Regions from separate parts of the Mus musculus genome. Here region 1 is linked to region 2. Evidence: chromatin contacts called from public promoter capture Hi-C data. All regions are on one chromosome and are shown on one strand. Each heading gives the region's core, a stretch centred on a gene start, on an enhancer-like site or on the middle of the called end of the contact. The rest is flanking DNA. Distances are from core to core; before and after follow the strand shown.

Region 1 (4,776 bases), core at 2,074-4,573, 5.7 Mb before region 2:
GGGTATTGGAGCTTGAATCTTTCTCAGAGTAGGAAATAAAACAGATATTGGAGGTGGAGGGAGGGAGGGCCGTGGATGGGAGAGGGGGAGTTGAACAGGGCAGGGATATCAGGTGTAGGGTAAGCAGGGGAGATGGAAAGGAAATTCAGAGTGGGAATGCATCTCTAGGATGTGCCAGAGACCTGGGATTGGGGGAGACCACAGGGAATCTTTGGGGGTGAATCTAGCTGAGACACCTAGCAGTGAGTGATATGGTGCCTGAAGTTGCTGCTGCCTGTGGACGGGTAGGCTTCCCAATAATGGGATGGAAAAGGCAAAACACCCATAAAACCTTCCACATAGAAGGTCCTACCTGTAAGAAGTGCAGGGACAGGAATGGAATAAAGGTGGATTGAGTGGTCAAACAATGATTGGTCCAGGTTGGGACCCATTCCATGAGCAAGAACCAATCCCTGACACTATTAATGATATTCTGTTAAGCTTGCAGGTAGGAGCCTAGCATAACTGTTCTCTGAGAGGCTCCACCCAGCAGCCAACAGAAACAGATGCAGAGACCCTCAGCCAACCATTAGATGGAGCTCCTGCATCTTGTGGAAGAGTTGGAGGAAGGATTGGGTAATTGGAGGAGGATGAGGCTCCACAGGAAGACAGAGTCAGTTAACCTGGACTCTTGGGGACTCCCAGAGCCTGACCCACCAACCAAAGAGTGAGCATGGGCTTGGCGACCTTAACTCCCCATACATGTGTAGCAGATATGCAGCTTGATCTTCATTCAGGGTTTCCAACAATTGGAGTGGGGTTGTCCCTGAACCTCTTGCCAGCCTGTGGATACTATCCCCTTGAATGGACAGCCTTTTCTAGCCTTGGTAGGGGAGGGTGCACCTGGACCTGCAGTTACTTGATGAACTACAGTAGGGTGGGGTGGAGGGGTGGGGGATGTGGGACTAACCCCTTCTCTGGGGATGGGGAGAGGGTTGAGTGGGGAGGAGAAGCTGTGTTCAGGGGACTGGGAGAAGAAGGAGGCTGATATTGGAATGTAGAGTGAATAAATACATGAATGAAGAGAAAAAATGATTGCTATCAGTCATGTGTTGTCTATGTTACAGAATGGAATCAAGCCCTTTGGTTTAAGATTATGTAAGCATAGGCTTTTAATCATTAACCCCAAGTTACGAGTTTAAGTTAATTCAGTTATAGATATTACACACTTTTTAAAACCATATCCAATAACTTATAAGCCAATAGTCCTTTAGTGTTTGACTCTGACTTTAAAATCATAGCTGGGCAGTGGTGGCGCACACCTTTGATGCCAGCACTTGGGAGGCAGAGGCAGGCAGATTTCTGAGTTCAAGGCCAGCCTGGTCTACAGAGTGAGTTCCAGGAGAGCCAGGATTATACAGAGAAACCCTGCCTTGAAAAACAAAAAACAAAACCAATAAAATGATGCCTAGGTGTGAAAAGGGGTAAGCCATAACTAATTTTCTGAGCCAGCAATAAAGTAGAACATTATAAATCAATGTTAGTATCATCAATATTTAAACAATATTTCAATTCCTATTATTATATTAACTCCAGTGTCTAGAAAACCCAGAGGTGAACTTTGAGCCCAGTAAACTAGCTACAGGAATGAGAAACAACAATTTTTATGCTTTGAAGACCAGTTGGAAACCAGCATGCAATAGCTATGTGCATTCTTACCCATAAAATAACAAATCTTTTTTTTTTTTTTTTAAATAAATCTTTTTTTTTTTTTAAAGATTTATTTATTTATTTATTAAATGTAAGTACATTGTAGCTGTCTTCAGACACTCCAGAAGAGGGGGTCAGATCTTGTTACGGATGGTTGTGAGCCACCATATGGTTGCTGGGATTTGAACTCTGGACCTTCGGAAGAGCAGTCGGGTGCTCTAACCCACTGAGCCATCTCACCAGCCCAAAATAACAAATCTTACAAGAATAGAAATCACAGATTCATCCATAATTTGGAGAGGAGCTGGGTCTGGCACTGTGCAGTTGGGGGCAGAGCTCTGGACATTACAAAGCTATCCAATGAGCCCCAAGTGCTATTTGTGAATTGTCTATCTCCAAATCTACCTTATACATACTTGGTGTTCTAAAATGTTAAGTTTTTCTCGACCCAGCTTTCCTGCCAGCTAGACACAGGTAGGAGAAGGCAGAAGAAGTATCTGAGCCTGGGGTAGAGTCTGTAGCTTCTGAATACAATCCAAGTCAGAGCATCTCATATTGAGAGACAACTTCACAGTCAGTTAGATGCAGGTGGGGTCGGAACTATGTATGCTGCACCCGGAGCTCCCTGAGCCACTGTGCCTTACAGCCTTAAGTCAAAACACACAAAGACAGATCAGATACCTAAGACAACGATATTTAGAATTGGCCTTTTCTGCTTCTAAGTCCGTAAATTCTTATATTGTGCCTTCCTCTAATTTAGTCGCCCCCCTCCCCCACCCTATGGTAACACACGAGGAAGCACTAGACAAGTGGACAAAACACAAAACAGGAGTCAACAATATAGATTGAATTGGTGTTACACAGAGGTTTCATCAATCTAGGAGAACTTAACCGATGGGAGACTGTTTCAGCGGACTCCTTGTATAATCCCTGGAATTCCTGGTATCCTCTGGAAGTCTCTGATTAGTTGGACAGCCTAGGCATTGGGACCTAGCTGAAGTTCTCAAGTGCGGGGTTACTTAAGTTTCTACCTCCCAGCGTCAGTAGAGGGCGTTTCCAGAGCTCCCATGGCAAATAACTGATCAGAAAATAACTGATGGCCCTGGATGAACTCCCAATTACGTAGAAATTACTAAAACAAACAAGCAAACAAACAAACGATAGGTATCTCTCAATTGCCCGAACGGGTGTACAAACTCCATCCCCTTAACCAGAATCCAGGAACCAACAGGAAGCTTACTGTTTTTCTCCGAGTCTGCCATTCACCCCGGGAGTCTGCAGAGGGAACGCATTTCCCGGAGACCTTGGCTGGGTCAGCCCACCCCTCGATTATCCGGAATGAAGAGCGAATTTGGGACCATTATTTCCTTATGCGCTTCCATACCTTAAACCTGAGTTTTATTGGAAAACCAAATCAACCATTTCCGTCCAAATTTGAAGCAACCGTTTATTAAATATTAAGTACTGACCAAGCGGTGGATCTGGATCAGAAATATCCACAGAATTTCCCAGCTGGGATAGCCCCCGGTCACATGTTGTAGGGCTTTATACAGATAATCAATTTGGCCACCGTACTTTCCCACGAGGACTTGTTACTTACAAAGAACTACAATTCCCAGCATTCCTAGAAGTAACCTGGTTCCTGGGCAGGTGAGGCTTACAGGTCAAATTTGGGAATTACAATTTTCAAGCTTGATTTCCATTACATATCCACCTTCATTTCCGGAGGAAGAAGGGGAAGTGCCTAATGAATAAAGGTAGTTCAAGCAAGCTCCAGATTCCACCACGACTTAGAAAGCGCAGGGTCGTTGTTTACAAAGGGGAGGAGCAGGCAGCTGGGCGGCAGGAGCTGAGGTGATGGGTCCTTCCCGGTGCGGGATGGAAAGACAGACGGGTAGAATACAGACACAAGTGCTACTGAAATGCAAATCTCTATGTATCTGGAAAAGGTCTGGTACTGTACTGGAAGACCCGGCCAGCAACCATCATGCGGAGTCTCATCTGCACACCCTAACCCTCAGGGAGGTACTCGCGTTACTCAAGACTTAAGGGCCAATCAGAGCCTTGAGGTGGACCTGCCAGTCAGAAAAGGAGGCGGGATCTTCCGGGTGCCTTGCGGCAGCTTCAGCTCTGTAGCGGAGCGGGCTGGAAAAGTTCTGATTGTTTTTCTCTAAGCGCTGCTGCTGGGTGCTGTGAGGGAAGCTCTAGCAAATTGCTAATTCGCGACATGGTGAGTGCAGAGCCACTGCCCACAGGGGGGAGGAGCAGGCAGTTGTGTTGCAGGAGCTGGTATGGTGGCTTGTCCCTGGGTCTGGGTGGTAAGTGTGGCCAGATCTGACCACCTGTTACTTCCCTTTTTGTCCTAGTCATTCCCTGAACCCAGCAGTGGATGTGAATAACTTCGCTATGAGGGCTGCATCTGCTCAAAGCATCTGGCACAGAGACTTGTGTGTGGAAACATCCTTAGCAGGATGTCAAACTCAGGCCTAGTTTCTCTTTACTTCTAAAAGTTAACTCCCCTATCATTTAACATTTAGCTGTAAGACCTATTTGGAGTTAATTCTGTAGAGGTTGTAAAAGGCATTTCATGTTGGGTAGCACTCCAATATCAAACTGTGATGAAGAGTAGAATTGATGATGTTAAAGGATTTACCAATGCTTAGGAGATAGTAAGGGACAGCAAGTAGAGTTTAGCTGAGGGAGGAATGCCTCTGAGACACCCTACAGATAAGTAGTGTGCTAACCAGACCCGTTAGAGATCAGGATGCTAGGATAGATATATTTGTTCACTAGGATTGTCCAGAAAAGTGCTCCAGTGCTTAACAAAGGAGGCTACTCTGATTGGCAACCAGCCACTAGGGCCATCCTCATAGCAAAGAACTGGCTGCTCAAGGGAGCGTTCTAGAGTCCCAATCAACATTAAAGGCTGTTTATCACAAAGTGCTGCTAGTTTTCTTCTTGAGAAAAAGCATAGTTCTGCCATATTCGCAGGAGAACACCGGCTGGCAACTCTTTGAAAAGGGAAAACACTGTTGGGTCCAGGACTGGCTTGATCAAGCAAGGCTTTCTGTGAGGCCCTTATGTATA
Region 2 (4,752 bases), core at 224-2,723:
CCCTTAGCTGTTGAGCCATCTCTGCAGCCCTAAGGTAGGATATTTTTAGTGTAAATAAAGGTTAGTAAGCATCGCCCTTGAAACTCCAATCTGGGGGGGAAAGGAATGAGGCCCAAAGGTCAAGTACACTCGGGCCTTAAAGCAGACCCTGTTTAACATAAGATCCATGAGAGGAACTCATCATTTCTGTTAGCAAACTTTACAGCAAGTATTCTGTGCTGGGATCCTTGCCTGCAGCTGGCGAGGGTTCATCTAGATCTGCAGTGGAATGGGGGAAATTCCTTCTCCTTCCTCCATAATTTCCCTTGCCTTTCTATCGTGCTTCACTACAACTCATCGTCTTGCTGCATGCTTGTGACAAGCCAGTACTCTATGTCTCTGCATATGGCCCAGGCAAGAGTTGGACTTGTCATCCTCCTGCGGCAGCCTCCTTCCTCAGCAGGACTACAGGAGCGCCATCTAAGACCTTAAATCTCAGACTTTACTCTTAGTGCGCACCCACTTTCTATGAGAAGCACTACGACCCGACGTTCTTATGACAGTTCTTGCCTCGTGTTACAGACATGAAGCAGCAGCTGAATACTGTTCCCCTCAGGGACATGCGCCTCACACCAGTTACATGTTCCACAAATCACTTTAAGTAGGTGTGGGGTGAGGGGCTATCTAATAAAGCATTCTGAGCAGTGTGTTCTTGGTATTAACAGTCGACAACCAAAAGAGAAAAAGATCTATCAGGGACAGGTAGCTAAGAAAGGCAGGGTGTATGGAACAATTTTTGTTGGAATTAGATGACAGGCTGCCTTTTCGTAGGTACTGATCTCAGTGGGCCATCCACTACCAAAACTCAGTCTGGCGCACACCTTCCTTTAGTCACAGCACTCAGGAGGCAGAGGCAGACGTGAGGCCAAATTGGTCCACACGCAATTTCAGGCCAGCCAGAGCTAGAAAGTGAGACCCTGTCTCAAAGAGAGGGAAAAGATGCTGACAAGCAGTTTAAAGATAAGAGGAACATCTAGGACTCAATACTGAAGGTGCATGTTAAGGAGGAGAATTAACAACAAAGGCCAGAGCAGTACTACGGCGGCGGCGGGAGGATGGGTGTGGATGGGTTGGGGGTGTGGGGACTGAGAGGCATGTCTTTGGAGACCCAAAAGTGTCTGCGGATTTTATCACTAAACAACGTCGAAAGTGCATATAGCCGGACATTGGAGGCAGGAGGTAGAGCTGGGAAGGTCCCCCGAGACTGGGTAACCTTTCTTCGGGGCACCAGGGACTCCGAACACAGGAACAAGCCAAGCTTAAGACCTGCCTCGGAGCCTAACACCCCCAAAACAGCCCTCTGAGCGGAAGTGTACCTCTTCCTTCCGGTGTGCGCCGCACGAGACGGGGCGGGGCAGCGCGGGAGGCGGGGGCGGGGCCTTGCGTTGACGAACAGCTGCCGGGACCAATGAATGCAGCGGTAGCGGCCCGGCCTCCCCGGCGCGCCCCTTCCCCGGGCTGTAGACGCCCCCCAGGCCCATCCTTGCAGCGCGCCGCACAGAGCCGGGAACAGCTGGGTCCTCCTAGTCTTCACCTCGCTGTAGCCCGTGAAGTGGGCGCGTCCCTAAGGCCTGGGTGCTCGGGGTGCTTCTTTGCCAACCCGAGCCGCCCCTGAGGACTGCTGAGGCCGCAGGTCTGTGGCTGGGGGTCGGGCCGCGAGGGGACTGGACGCGCAGTGTCTACGGGACACGTGGGCGGGGCGTGGGAGGGAGCGTCTCAGAGCGGGAGCGAGTGTCGCGAGGTTCCCCGGGCCGGCTAGCACCTGGTCCTCGCGTGGGCTCGCCAGGTGCGCAGGGGAGTGGCTCCAGGTGCGGGGGAGTGGCGCGCGTCCTGGTCAGTAGTCCAGGAATTGCCTTAGGGTCTCTTTGCTAATGTCTGGCAGGGCTTTGAGTCCGGCTGGCCGGAGCAACTTTTTGTTTCCTAGTTGGGGAGGCTGTTGCCATGCAGACGGGAAATGTAATTAGCACCTGGCATGTTTGTTAACTTTCTGCTTTACCAGGCTCAGGGTAGATGTAAGGTGGGCCCCCTGTATAGCCCTAACCCGCCGAGGGCTAGCAGGGAGGGTATAACTCCTCAAGAGGGGACAGGATTCCAGCTGTGGCTGCAAGACTTTGAAAAGATTTCTTCTCTCCCCCCCCCCCCCCCGTTTCTTGTGCTTTTTGAGCACACTGCATTTGAGTCTGTGTTCAGTCTGAGCATTTTTGAATGAATGAATCTTAACAAAAGCATTGTGTGGTGTTGGCTTCCTCTGTTGTATTTAGCAAGAGCCTTTCCGTTAGATAAACATAGACTTTGGTAACTAGAGTGCAGGTTGGATTAGCTGCCGAAACAATCGCGTCTGGCTACTCCTCATCTTTAATAGATAATTAGTAAAACGCTATTCATTAGTCAGAGGAACCAGGCAAGATGTTCCCGGGGGACTGAAGCCAGCTTACTCACCACCACCACACCCCCGCCTCCCCCTCATAGCTTCCAAACTAGGTAACTGCTCCCGCAGCTACACCCACAGTTGCTCCCCAGAGAGAGCAGCCACCCTGACTGGCACAGCCCCGCACTGTCTTACTGTCTTTGACATCCAGGCATAAAGCTTAGCAGGGATTTTTTTTTTTTTTCAAAGAACACAGGTGCTAAAATTCAGGTATCAGAAACAGTGTTTCAGTTCTTCAAAATCTGGCTGTCACAAGTTTACTAGGAATCCCTCCCACGTGGTCAGTTCTGTGGGAATAAATCAGACCCACTACTTTCTGTAGGAACTGTAGAAAATAATGTAAAACTGTGTCACGCAACAAATCCCACAGTTAGTGTTACGGAATCAGGGAGGGAAAACATCACAAGGGTGCAGCATCCAAGATGGCTTCCTGGAAGAAGTCCTGGGCATCTTCACGTGGCTCACCTGTATCCCTACCTGTATCACTCCCTCTTGGCAGTGCCTGCTGGAGGAAAGGTGCTTCGTCAATGTGGTTTAGTTAAACATTTGTGTTGTATCTTTAAAGGCTGATTAAGATTTGTTTGGGAGGGTCTGCTGAGCAGGGGACAGCAGGCTAAGACAGGCCATTTAAGCACATAAGGGTGTGTTGGGTAAAGTGGGTGCTGACATTTCCATGGGGCATTCATCTGGATGTTGTTTGTAGGAGTGGTTGGAAGAACAATGCGTATGAGTCTTTGACATCATGATGTACATCCGGCAAAGAAAAGAGACAAAACCCATAGAAGTTTCTGAGGATTTTCCATCACCAAAAGAAGATGTGAAGTTGGAAAAGAAATTGCCATCTGGTAGGTGGTTGGAACTAAAGCAGTATTTTGGATTACTTTTCCTTCTGCGTATTAACATATGTCACGATCTAATAGGGTAAAAAAAAAAATTGGTGCGATGTATGAAGGACACTTGTTCCAGCACCCAGAAATTCTGACTGTACTCTGATTATATTGGCTTTTCAGCTGTAATCAGTAAAACGGCTTTGATGAGAAGAAATCCTTGGTAAGTTATGTGTTGATTAAATTACAGTGGCAGTGTCATTAGGTCCTTTAGAGAGATGCTCTGCCTGCCCTAGCCAACTGTCTCTTTCGACGGGTACCTTGTCTGGTGTGCCCTGCGCGTGTGTGCTGCCCCTTCCAGGTACCCTCATCTTGGCTTAGTCTCATTTCACTAAAGCCTTTGAAAAAGAGATTTAACATTTTGTATTCAGGCAAATTCTTGAAGTTACCTCTTTTTCTTTATTTAGGCAGTGGGTAGGAAGGGAAGGAAAAAAGAACTTGGTGAATTGTTTATATAATGTTGAGCAGTTGCTAGGTAATTAAATGTGGCCAAATTTCTTTTAGTGAGCATAAAGAACTCCACACCCATCAGCCATTTTCTGTATGGGACATAATTAATCCTTTGTAGGCCAGTGAATTCTTAGCAGCCAGAGCTAGTAGGTAGCAGAGAAAGCTGTTTAATAAGATAAAAGGTCTCTCAGTTGGAAAGCTGGACCATTTGGCCAAGCTGATGAAAGGCATATTAGGTAATTTGGAGTAGTTTCTGATGGTGTGCAGTTAAAATCTATGTTAGATTGTGTCTTTTTTTTTTTTTTAATTACATGTATTTATTTGCCTTGTATATGTGGTGGCTGAACAGGGCATGCATGTGAGGCTCTGAGGACAACTAGCAAGAGACTGTTCTCTCTTCCCACCTTGTGGGTTAAAGAAATTCAACTCGGGTCATCAGGCTGAGCAGCAAGCATCCCCACTCACTGGCTGCCTCGCCAGCCCCTGGCTTGGTCCTTGTTTCTGAAGATGTATTTGTGTATTTTTACGTGTATGAGTGTTCTGCCTGCACATGCACTACATGTGTGTCTGGCGTCCCCTGAGGTCAGAAGTGGGTATTGGCTTCCCTAGAACTGGAGTTACAGTTGGTTCTGAGCCACCATATGGGTGATAGGAACTGAACCCGGGTCCTCTGCAAGAGCAATGAATGTTCTTAACTCCTGAGCCATTGTTCCAGCCCCCATTTTGTTTTATTTTTTAATTTAAAAAACAAACAAAAAAAACAACCAACAACTTTGAAGATGGCTCATTTTATGAAATCACATCAGAAAAAAAAAAAAAAAAAAAGCAACCTTGAAAATAAAAGACAATTTTAAAAAGAAGGAAAACCTGCTTCGGCCAACCTGCTCATCCAGGGAGTAGATGACGGTATTCATCTTGCTGCGTGAATGTTTCGTCTGCACGTGGCTA

Evidence for each region. Promoter capture Hi-C pulls out the DNA fragments that hold promoters and counts their contacts.
Region 1: a promoter capture Hi-C map of pre-B cells shows a contact between it and region 2. The contact joins the promoter of AW146154 here to the promoter of Dpy19l3 in region 2. A contact is called at or near these places in 1 of 39 promoter capture datasets (pre-B cells) and 1 of 484 Hi-C or Micro-C datasets (CD4 T cells).

Annotation. Positions count from the first base shown.
Region 1 is chr7:41,498,437-41,503,212 of GRCm38.p6, reverse strand. It overlaps AW146154 (expressed sequence AW146154), which reads left to right and starts at 3,323. Exons shown (of 4, transcript NM_001033530.3): 1 at 3,323-3,919. The coding sequence starts at 3,917.
Region 2 is chr7:35,751,175-35,755,926 of GRCm38.p6, reverse strand. It overlaps Dpy19l3 (dpy-19-like 3 (C. elegans)), which reads left to right and starts at 1,473. Exons shown (of 19, transcript NM_178704.3): 1 at 1,473-1,672; 2 at 3,171-3,312. The coding sequence starts at 3,210.